Linked DNA regions of Gossypium hirsutum: all the other regions are linked to region 2. The links are chromatin contacts, called in public Hi-C maps. All regions are on one chromosome and are shown on one strand. Each heading gives the region's core, a stretch centred on a gene start, on an enhancer-like site or on the middle of the called end of the contact. The rest is flanking DNA. Distances are from core to core; before and after follow the strand shown. Region 1 holds the start of LOC107915016 (zinc-finger homeodomain protein 2). Region 2 holds the start of LOC107898672. Region 3 holds the start of LOC107897572.

Region 1 (3,457 bases), core at 618-3,117, 810 kb before region 2:
CAAAATTGACCCTCATAAACCCATTCAAGAACAGTGAATTCATCAACTAAACCAATAATAAAATATCAAAGTTTCAAATTGAAAGAAATAGAAAATCAAAGCAAAGAGGAGAGAAAACTCAAGATTTCGGGTTCCATATCTTGAAGGGTTTGAGGTTTGATCTAAACAATCTAAACGGTGAGGAAGCGATCATTAATGAGGAGAAGTTCATATTCTAAAATGGTGTAGGTTCAACAATGGACAACGCAGATCGAGGTTGTGGACTTCAAAACATCGCAAGTAAATTCTTTAAAAAATTGTTATAATAAAATGCATATATATATGGACTTTTTTTTAAAGTGTGATAATTATTTTTTAAAAAATATTTATGTTAGAATCAAAATTTAAAATATATAATATTATAGATAATATATAAATAAATATTTAAGTTAAATGAAGAAGAAAATTTATTTAATTAGTTTTTATTTAAATTTTGATTACCTAATTAAAATTATAACTTAATATTTATTATTATCACACCTTAGTATTTAAAATATTGATGGGTGTATGTAAATATTTATGGAAAATGGGAAAAAATTAATGCTAAAAAAATACTTGGATGTAAATATTTAACTTGAACAAGTCGACCTGGAGTTAATTTTTCTAACATTAATTCTATTAAAAAAATAAAAATAAAACCACTTACGTATTTTTATACTTAAAAAGGTTTTTGCTAATAAATGTCTAAGTACATTTTCTAAGATTAGCCAATATATTATTTATAGAAATGATATTATATTAAATTTAATAAAATAGAAATACGAACCATTTTTAGTAAAAATATTAATATAATCTCTAATAATCTTTTCATAAATTTAACTAAGATAAAATCAATAAATTAACAACTTAAATTTATATTTATTTAATTTTTAAATTTATGTTTAATTAAGAAAATATGTATTTTTAAACTTAAAATTAACCTAAAAACTAAGTATGGGTAATATTTAATTATTAAAATAAAAACTAACCTAGATAATATAAAAGCTATTTTAAATAAATAGAAGTTTATTTAAGTTAAATTAATGGATGATAAACTATAAATCATTTAATTGAACTTAAATAATGATTTAAAAACATAGATATTATCTTTAAAGATATAGAAATTAAATAAAAAATGAAAATGTTGAAATAGGATAAATTTAACTATAAATCAATGTTTAACAAGTGGAACATTTTTAATTTTTTATTTAATTTCTATATTTTTAAAGATAATATCTATATATATATATATGACATGAATTTTGGGTAGAATTGGAAGGGGAATCATTAATTATTAATGTCAAACAGCTTGTGGCCTCTTGATTTTATCCCGAATTTTCAATATATATGTACACATTATGCTATTTTGAACCAATAGAAAAGCGGTAGATTTCTTATGATTTTATATTCAAATTAAATTCTTGACCTAAAATTTTCTAATCGGCTTTTTACTAACACTATTTCTATTTTAAATTTTGAGGAAAGAAAAAGCAATAGTCAGAAAAAGAACATCTCCCCCAATCAACCTATTGTGTGCATGCCATGCCTGCATGGTTTGGGTTTGGCAAAGACACTTTTGACCTCGAAACACAAACCGCCGCACTAATGAGTTACTAAGCACGTTCCTTGCACGCGAATCAGAGGAGAGTATTAATAACCATATTTATGCTCCTACTATTGCCCTCTCTATCCTTAATTTTCTCTCTCTCTTACAGAACCTAGCGGGAAAATTAATTACATGTTGACGCCAACAGCGCGTCACCACTTATGTCGGAAACTTTGGCACACACGTAAGACGTCGTGCCCAAGCTTCGCTTTTAATGCCGACAATTTATTGCTTCCCCAAGTAATTCCGTGTCCCCCATCTTCTTCTGCAACCCCCGTACTATCTCATTACGCGCCGTCTCACGCGCCACCTGACCTCACTTCCATGTCCCACCTTTCGGTAACGAGATTACGCGAGAGTACAACACCATCTGAAAGGGTCCCATTCCAATCCAAAATAAATAACGTAAGTTTCAGTGTTGAGAGAAGAGCGTGGTTAGCGCGTGAAGCGTTGGATTCCTTTATTTTGTCCGCTCTGCAGACTGTACCCAACAGTGGACAAACCCCAGCCCTGCTATCTTCACAGTACCCACTCTAATTCTTATAAACCAGCCCAATGTATTTTACAGTTCAGTAAAAAAAAAAAAACCAATCAACACATAAATAAATGAGATGAGGAGTTGAAAGATATTTGTTTTGGAATGGGAGAGTGATCAAGAAGGATCCTTGGTAAAAAAAAAAAAAAAGAAAGGAAAAGAGAGAAGAAAACTGCTTCTTTTGCAGATAAAAAGACAGGTTCAAGGGGAAAAAAAAATTATGGTCACACTGTCTTGCTCCTCTTATCTTCTTTTTCGTCTCTATTAGTGAAGAAAAGGGTGCTTTTTCTTTTTTATAAAAATCTCTTTTTTGCGGGGGTGTAAATTTTTGTCTTTGGTGGGAGAAATGGAGTTTGAGGATCAAGAGGAGCAAGAAGAGGAGATGGGTTTGGCACCGAGTTATGACCCGCTTGCAAACTCATCTCGAGTCAAAATGTCAGGTGTCGAACCGGGTTCGATAACTCCAACGGCTCAGCAGCAGCAACAGCAGCAGAGGAAACCAAGGTATAGAGAGTGCTTGAAGAACCACGCGGTGGGAATCGGCGGTCACGCCGTCGACGGTTGCGGTGAGTTCATGCCAGCTGGAACCGAAGGTACCCTCGATGCTCTTAAATGCGCAGCTTGTAACTGCCACCGGAACTTCCACCGTAAGGAAACGGACCTGGGTTCCCCACACTCCGTCCCCATGACGGACCTCTACTTCCACCACCCCCACCACCAACCACCGCAATTCACTCCTTACTTTAGACCCCCAACGGGGTTCCTCCACATGGCTGGACAGCAAAGGCCGTTAGCCCTACCATCGATATCAGGAGGCGGCGGAGGACACAGCAGGGAAGACCAAGATGATGTTTCGAATCAAGGGAGTTCGAGGAAGAGGTTTCGAACAAAGTTCACGCAGGAACAAAAGGAGAAGATGTTGGCTTTGGCTGAGAGGTTAGGGTGGCGGATTCAAAAACAAGATGAAGCGATTGTTCAACAGTTCTGCAATGAAACTGGGGTCAAAAGGCATGTTTTCAAAGTTTGGATGCACAATAACAAGAATACTCTTGGTAAGAAACCCTAGAAACACCTTCTTCACGGTTTAGAGTGAGTGGAAAACAAAAATGAGAAAAGAAAAACTTGGGGGGGGGATTTTTAGTTAGAGTATTTAGGGTTACTATGGGGGTGGGGGGCGGGTTAACATTTAGTACTTTTGTAGTGATTATGATGTTGAAGGGTAGGTTACTAATATTAATATTGTTACATCATGTTAATGGCTACTTAATTTTAGCTCTAATGAGATGAAATTTTTTTAG
Region 2 (3,248 bases), core at 182-2,681:
TTAAATCTCTAGCAACAGTTAACTATATAAGCCGCATCATGTTTGCATTTTCTTTTTAGTCACCTAAATTTTAGATTATTTTCATTTTAATGACCCCAAAAAGTATATTTTTAATTATTGATTGGAATAAAAAAAATAAGGATTAAAGTGAAAAGCGGTAGGAACTAAAATAATACACAAAAATTGTCAAATTGTACTTGTTTATCCTATTATCGAAAATGCTAAATTTGGTTTTTGAAATATAAATTTTTAAATATTAAGATTCAAAATTATAGTAGTAAATCGGTTGACATTATCAATTGATAAAAAATTTAACAATTTTATTTAATTTATTTTGATGTTTTGAAATTATGTTAAAAAAACATCAATGAAAATTATTGACTTTAATAGTTGTATGTGAAACCCAATTTTATTTTGATTATATGATATTGAATCTTTCATACTAAGCTAAAAATAAAGAAAAATCCTTATAATTAATTAAATTAATAAATTTTATCTTCCATTCCAAATAAAACTCATACTTTCTTCATCACTTCTTTACTCACATGAAGAAGAAACAATTAATTTAATTAATTGCAAATATTTGTTCCTTTACTTTTAGCTTAGTATGAAAGATTCGAGACTATATAATCAAATTTTTTTTAAGTTTTGTAGACAATTATTAAATATGAATTATTTCATTAAGAATAATTTAGAACAAAAAATAAAATTTAAAAATTTAAAAAATAAAATTTTAAAATTTAAAAGAAGATTAAATTAATTAATTTTAATATTATAATACCAAATTGGTTGACATTCTTCTATGAACAAAAAAAATCAATAATTTATTCAATTTCTTTTGATATTTTGAAACTTAAAATTTCAATATTAAAATAAAATTTAGAATTTCAGCAATCGATAAACAAATATAATTTGACAGTTTTTATGTATTATTTTAGTTTTTATTACTTTTTCACTAAAATAGAAATGTAAACATGATATAATGTGTACATTAAACCACCTTTGGAGTTTTAATACTTTGAGTGATCAAAATGAAAGTTTTAGGTTTCTAAGAAGTTTACCCTTTATTTATATACCTTCGTGATTAAGTCTTAAATAAGCGCGGAAAATCAGGGTGGGGTGGGGGAATAAATAATAGCTGGGCAGGGGGGATTTACAGCACACCCGCAGTTTGGACTGAAAGCACCATTTGAGATGCGCGTGGGTCCCCTCTGCCCTAAAGTAACCCATCTTGGCCTCTGTGTGCAACCAAACCAAGCTCGAAAAAGAAACTATTAAAATATATCCAGCCGTTATAAAGAGGCGCGCGTTCACTTGCCACGTCAGCTTCCCGTTAACTTTACGACTCTCCGTTAGTTCTATGTTTCCGTCTTAATGTTCGTTTATTCTCTCCTAAATTTCGCTTCCATCTTCAACCATTTATTCTTCTTATTAATTGATGACATAAAAGGAAAAATATAATAAATGATTTTTTATAAAGCTAAGAAGAATTTTGCTTGAACTGTTGAACTAGACCCATTTTGTGTTTTACTCTCACTGTCACTCCAATTCTCACTCTCTTTTCACAATCACTTTGTGTGAGTAGTTTTTCCATCTCTACTTTCTCTTCATTACTAAACTTGATCAAAAGTCAAGGTTTTTTTCTTCCCCTTTGGGCGGCGGAGGGATTTTATTGAGTTTTAGTGATATCCTTTTGCTGGTTTGATCATTGAAGCTAATGAGATTTCAGTAATTGGTTTCTTTGTTACTACTCTGATCAGTGCTTGGCATGTGAAGTTGAATTGAATTCTCATCATCTTTATTTTCTCTGTTTGGTTTCTCGGAATCCTTTTAAGGAAAATAATAAAATAAAAGAATGTCGGTGCTGGAAACTTGTACTTTTCCATCTTTTTCATATAGATTTTCTTTTCCATTCATCTAGAAAACAATCGATCATATTAATGATTTGGTTTTGCTATATTTTGACTTTTTTTGGTAAAGTTTTGGACTTTATTTTTTTTTCACACTGCTTGATTAGAAAGACAGACAAGGAAAGAAACATGATCAGAATTCCCCAGTTTCTTTTATTAATTATTTAGTTTGCTAGTGTTGCTCTTTTGCTTGTGTTAATTTGGGTGTTAAACTCTCTCTTAGGGGTTGGATTTTAGGTCAAGTGGAAGAACTTTACAATGTTCACCCAAGGCCTTGACAAGGATGCGTTCAGATGGGTTCGTGCGGTGAGTCATTTCAGTTGTTTATCCCTATAATTTCATACATTTATGCATTTGTATAGGTATTTGCTGCAAACATTTGTTTATTTAAATATATAGATATTTCATTGATTCGTGAAGGTAATGTTTGAAGTAGTTTTTACGTATATAGTGTAGTCTGAGGTGTTGGTCGAGTCTGATCTTATTGTTTTAAACTTGTATTAGGGAGGTGCTGCCAAGAACAGAGATTTTTTCGGTGTGACCATGGCAGTAAAACAAGCACTTGACCCTATTACCAGTTTAAGAAATGCTGGATTACCTCCTTCTGCAAAATTTCGTAATGGACATTTATCCCAGAATATAATACCTGTTAGTGGCAATGATGATGGTTCAGAATCAGACATGGACATCTCATCTGATTCTGAAGAGCATGCCCATGACGGGCAGTACTCGTTCATTTCATCTCCACAAGATGATAAGGTGCATAATGTTGCAGCTGCTTCGATGCAGAAATCAGAGGCTCATGGTCATTATGGACCTCAGCTGAAACTAGGAAATGGTGCTCAGAGACCAGCTCAGGTCTGTGGTGGGAAGGCGGACACTGTAGATAAGCAATTTTCAGATTCTGCCTGTAGCACTGAAGTTTCGTATATGCAGTATAGAAGCAACAATGGTGGTGCACCTCCTGGGGAAGCATATAATTCAGATAGTTATTCTTCTACAGTTACTTCTAGGGTAGGCATTGAAATAGTATCTAAATAGTTTTGCATCTTTAAGTGAACTTCTGGATACAAAACCTTTACTTACCTCGCTAAGAATTTTGCTTTTACTCAAGCACTTTCTCCTTTAATGTTATTTCCTTTGGTAATTTGTTATTATTTTATTAAGTTGCTTTGATTGTGCCCCCTTAAGCATTAAAGTAGAAACCTGGGCACTTGGCAACACTTTTTGGTCATGCTTATACAAATTTAAGATGGTACCTTTTTTTATGTGCAAAGTACATTGGGTGATATCTCCATTGTCAATTGGTGAGCTACCAGGGTTTCACATCCTAAAATG
Region 3 (3,159 bases), core at 25-2,524, 600 kb after region 2:
ACCAACAAATGAGCTTTGAGGCCTTCAATCTCTGCCTTAAGCATGTCCATTTTTTGCTCTTGATCTATACTCTTCTCATTCGCCTCATCTAAAGCCAATACCAACCTTCCAATTTCCTGCTCCCGTTTCTGATTCTTCCCGTCACGCTCGGCTCTCAGCTTATCGTTGGCAGCATTCAAATGCTTGATGATAGATTCTTTCTCTTTCAGATTGCATTTAAGATCTTCATTAGTTCGCGTCACCACTGAGATTTCTTCCTCTTTTTCAAGAACTTGTTGCCCCTGCTTCTCGATTTTTGAACTCGCTTCGTGGAGCTTTGTTGACTGCTCATTCTGGAACTTCTTCAAGTGCTCATACAATTCAGCTTTGCTTTTTAAATCTGACCTTAGCTTCTCGTTCTCAAATTTGACTTCCTCTAGCTCTTCATAAACCTTCTCCATTGCCATTTCTTTCTTTCTTTCTTTTTTTTCTTTTTTCTTTTTCTGAAAACCTCTTCTTAAATTAGACCTGTTTGCAAGCAAAACACAGATCTTTTAGCTAACAAGTTTAACATTATGTCCCAAAGATAATGGCTCGTAAATAAGCAAAAGCATTGCTGTATTTATTACTCATGAAATATTTAAATAAGCATATAATTAGTATTATCCGCCAGAATTCCTTTAAAATGCAGAAAACCCTCACTGTAAACTGAAATATATTTTATTTTCTGAAGAAAATCCAAGACCTAATATCGTTTTATTTTCTATAGTTTTAAGAGGAAACAAACAGATAGCAGCAAAACGAAAACAAAATGAAACATTAAAATAAAAAAAAATTCCAAATACCTAAAACCCTAAAGTCCCGTAACACCAAGATACAAAGATTTTTAAAGAAAACTTCGCAGTGCAACAACAAATTAGTAATTACCCCACGAGGACTAAGCCAAAGGGGGAAAAAGCCATCATTTTGGTCACATATTTTAAACATTCTTGAGTTATTTTTATTTTCAAATTAAACATAGGGGAAAAAAATAAATCAAAAGACCCAAAGAAGTACCTTTAGTCTTGGGATTATAGATTAGCCATTTGAGGAGGCTTGACTGCAAGTTTTACTTCCTTCGGTGATCTTCTGGTTCTCCGCATTTACTAAACATACAAAGAGAAAATATGGGAAAAATAAAGGAAAAGGAATGACAGAGAAAGTGGTGCAGAGAGAGCCGTTAGGGAGAGTGGGGAAATTTTAAATTAATTGGACGGAGAGTTCACGGTGTATGCCTTCCACGGGGAAAATTTGAAAATGGACTAGCCGTTAGGGAGTCCAAATTGGGTTTAGGGTTGGACAAAGGGCTTTTTAAATCGCTCATAAATTAATATATTAAAATCTATCAGATTTAATTTTTAATTATTTTTTTAAAAGAATTATTATATAATATACAGGGTTAATGCTTATTTTCGCCCCGAATTATACCTCTTTTTCCACTTTAGTATTTAAGATTTTTTCTTGTCTCATTTTGGTATATAAATTATTATTTTGTTACTTGATTTAGTCCAATTTTTATAACAGTGTCAAAGAATTCAGTGATATATGACGTTAATCAGAATTTGCCAAGTGGCACATCCAACTAATTAGAATGAGCCATGCGGCATTAATGATTATTAAAATTAAAACTTTTATATTAAAAATTTAAAAAATAAAAAAAAATACTTTGATCAATAGTTGACCATAGTTGATCAATGTTGACTGATAGTTGACCAATATTTGACCGATGTTGACTAGGTATTACCTGACCATTGATCAGAGTTGATGAGCACTAACCAGTGTTTCTTTTTAACTTTAAATATTTTTAAATTTTCATAAATTTTTAATGATAGAGTACAAAGACGGTCACTAAACTATTACTTACATTTTATTTTGATCATTAAACTTTTAAATTTTCTAATTTAGTCAGTAAACAATTTGAAATCTTTTTTTTTTGGTCATAGAATGTTAACAACTATTTGAATTTTGACGAGAGTGCTAACGTTAGGTTTTTGTATTGGTCTAATAATAAATTTAGCCCTCTGATGTTTATAAATTCTATTAATTTGACTTTAAATATAAAAAAAATTAACAAAATTAACTCTCAATGTTTCTAAATTTTTTTTATTTTAGTTCAAATTCTAAAAAAAATCAATAAATTTAATCATCAACATTTACAAAATGAAGGGTTTTAATTTTTTTAAAAAAAATTGTAAACTTTTTGACCTGTTGCTCTATCAAAATAATTCCTTTTTTACTGTTTAAGTTTAGGTTTAACTTCTATCCGAAGTCAGGAATTGGACATTAGGTATCAAAATAAAATTTTGTGATTTTTGATGGGGTTAAAGGTAAAAAAATGTTTAAAATGAACTTAAATTGAATATTTTCCATGGCTTTCGCAGAAGAGCCCTTGAAACCTTCCTCCACGTCATATTTTTTAATGGCACTCTCGATCATCTCCTTTCCTTTCTCGCTATCGCTCGTCACCAATTCAATCTTGGCTGCCACTTCTTCATTCTTCACTTCACAGGTTATGCCTCTCGCCACTTCCACCCGAACCCCAACTTGTTCCACCAGCAATTTCACATTGAAAAACTGCTCCGCAGCCATTGCCCATCCTCACCCCATAACTCAGAGATTGAAGCACCGAATTCCATCCAGAAGAGGTAGATTTGTAGGATAATATCTCTAGCTGGGATGCCCATTTATTTGTCATTTTGTGAAGGTTAGATTTGTTAAATTTTTTATTGATAAATTTGAGTTAAATTTGTTATTAAACTAATAAAAAAATTATCAGTAATTTCATTAAATTTTAAATACGGTTAAGATTGAGTAATAAAAAATTAATTTTAAATAATTTAATGATTAAATTTAAAAAAAATTAAAAATTTAATGATCAAAATAAAATGTAACATTTATGTAGAAGTAAAGCTCAATTAATTACAAAATGTTAAAAATTACACCATATTTATTAATTGCAAAAGTCTACATCTACTTTTATATATATATATATATAAATCATATACTATATCATAATATATATAATCTAAAGTTTTGTTGCAAAATAGGCATAAATTCTATGTAACATAATTAAAATTTCAACGATGTCACAATTATTTAACTAAAATATCAATAATTACATAATATGTTTTATGCGATTAA

What was found. Hi-C and Micro-C count contacts between places; a contact is called where the count stands out from the background.
Region 1: a contact with region 2 is called in a Hi-C map of leaf, with 6 times the contacts expected there. The contact joins the promoter of LOC107915016 here to the promoter of LOC107898672 in region 2. A contact is called at or near these places in 6 of 34 Hi-C or Micro-C datasets (fibers, hypocotyl, leaf and 1 more).
Region 3: a contact with region 2 is called in a Hi-C map of leaf, with 2.4 times the contacts expected there. The contact joins the promoter of LOC107897572 here to the promoter of LOC107898672 in region 2. A contact is called at or near these places in 5 of 34 Hi-C or Micro-C datasets (callus and leaf).

The regions. Positions count from the first base shown.
Region 1 is chrA11:54,266,983-54,270,439 of Gossypium_hirsutum_v2.1, forward strand. LOC107915016 (zinc-finger homeodomain protein 2) reads left to right here and starts at 1,868. Exons shown (of 2, transcript XM_016844141.2): 1 at 1,868-3,211. The coding sequence starts at 2,506.
Region 2 is chrA11:55,074,307-55,077,554 of Gossypium_hirsutum_v2.1, forward strand. LOC107898672 reads left to right here and starts at 1,432. Exons shown (of 23, transcript XM_041081984.1): 1 at 1,432-1,577; 2 at 2,134-2,216; 3 at 2,415-2,924. The coding sequence starts at 2,169.
Region 3 is chrA11:55,677,451-55,680,609 of Gossypium_hirsutum_v2.1, forward strand. It overlaps LOC107897572, which reads right to left and starts at 1,275. Exons shown (of 2, transcript XM_041081988.1): 1 at 1,036-1,275; 2 at 1-507. The coding sequence starts at 446.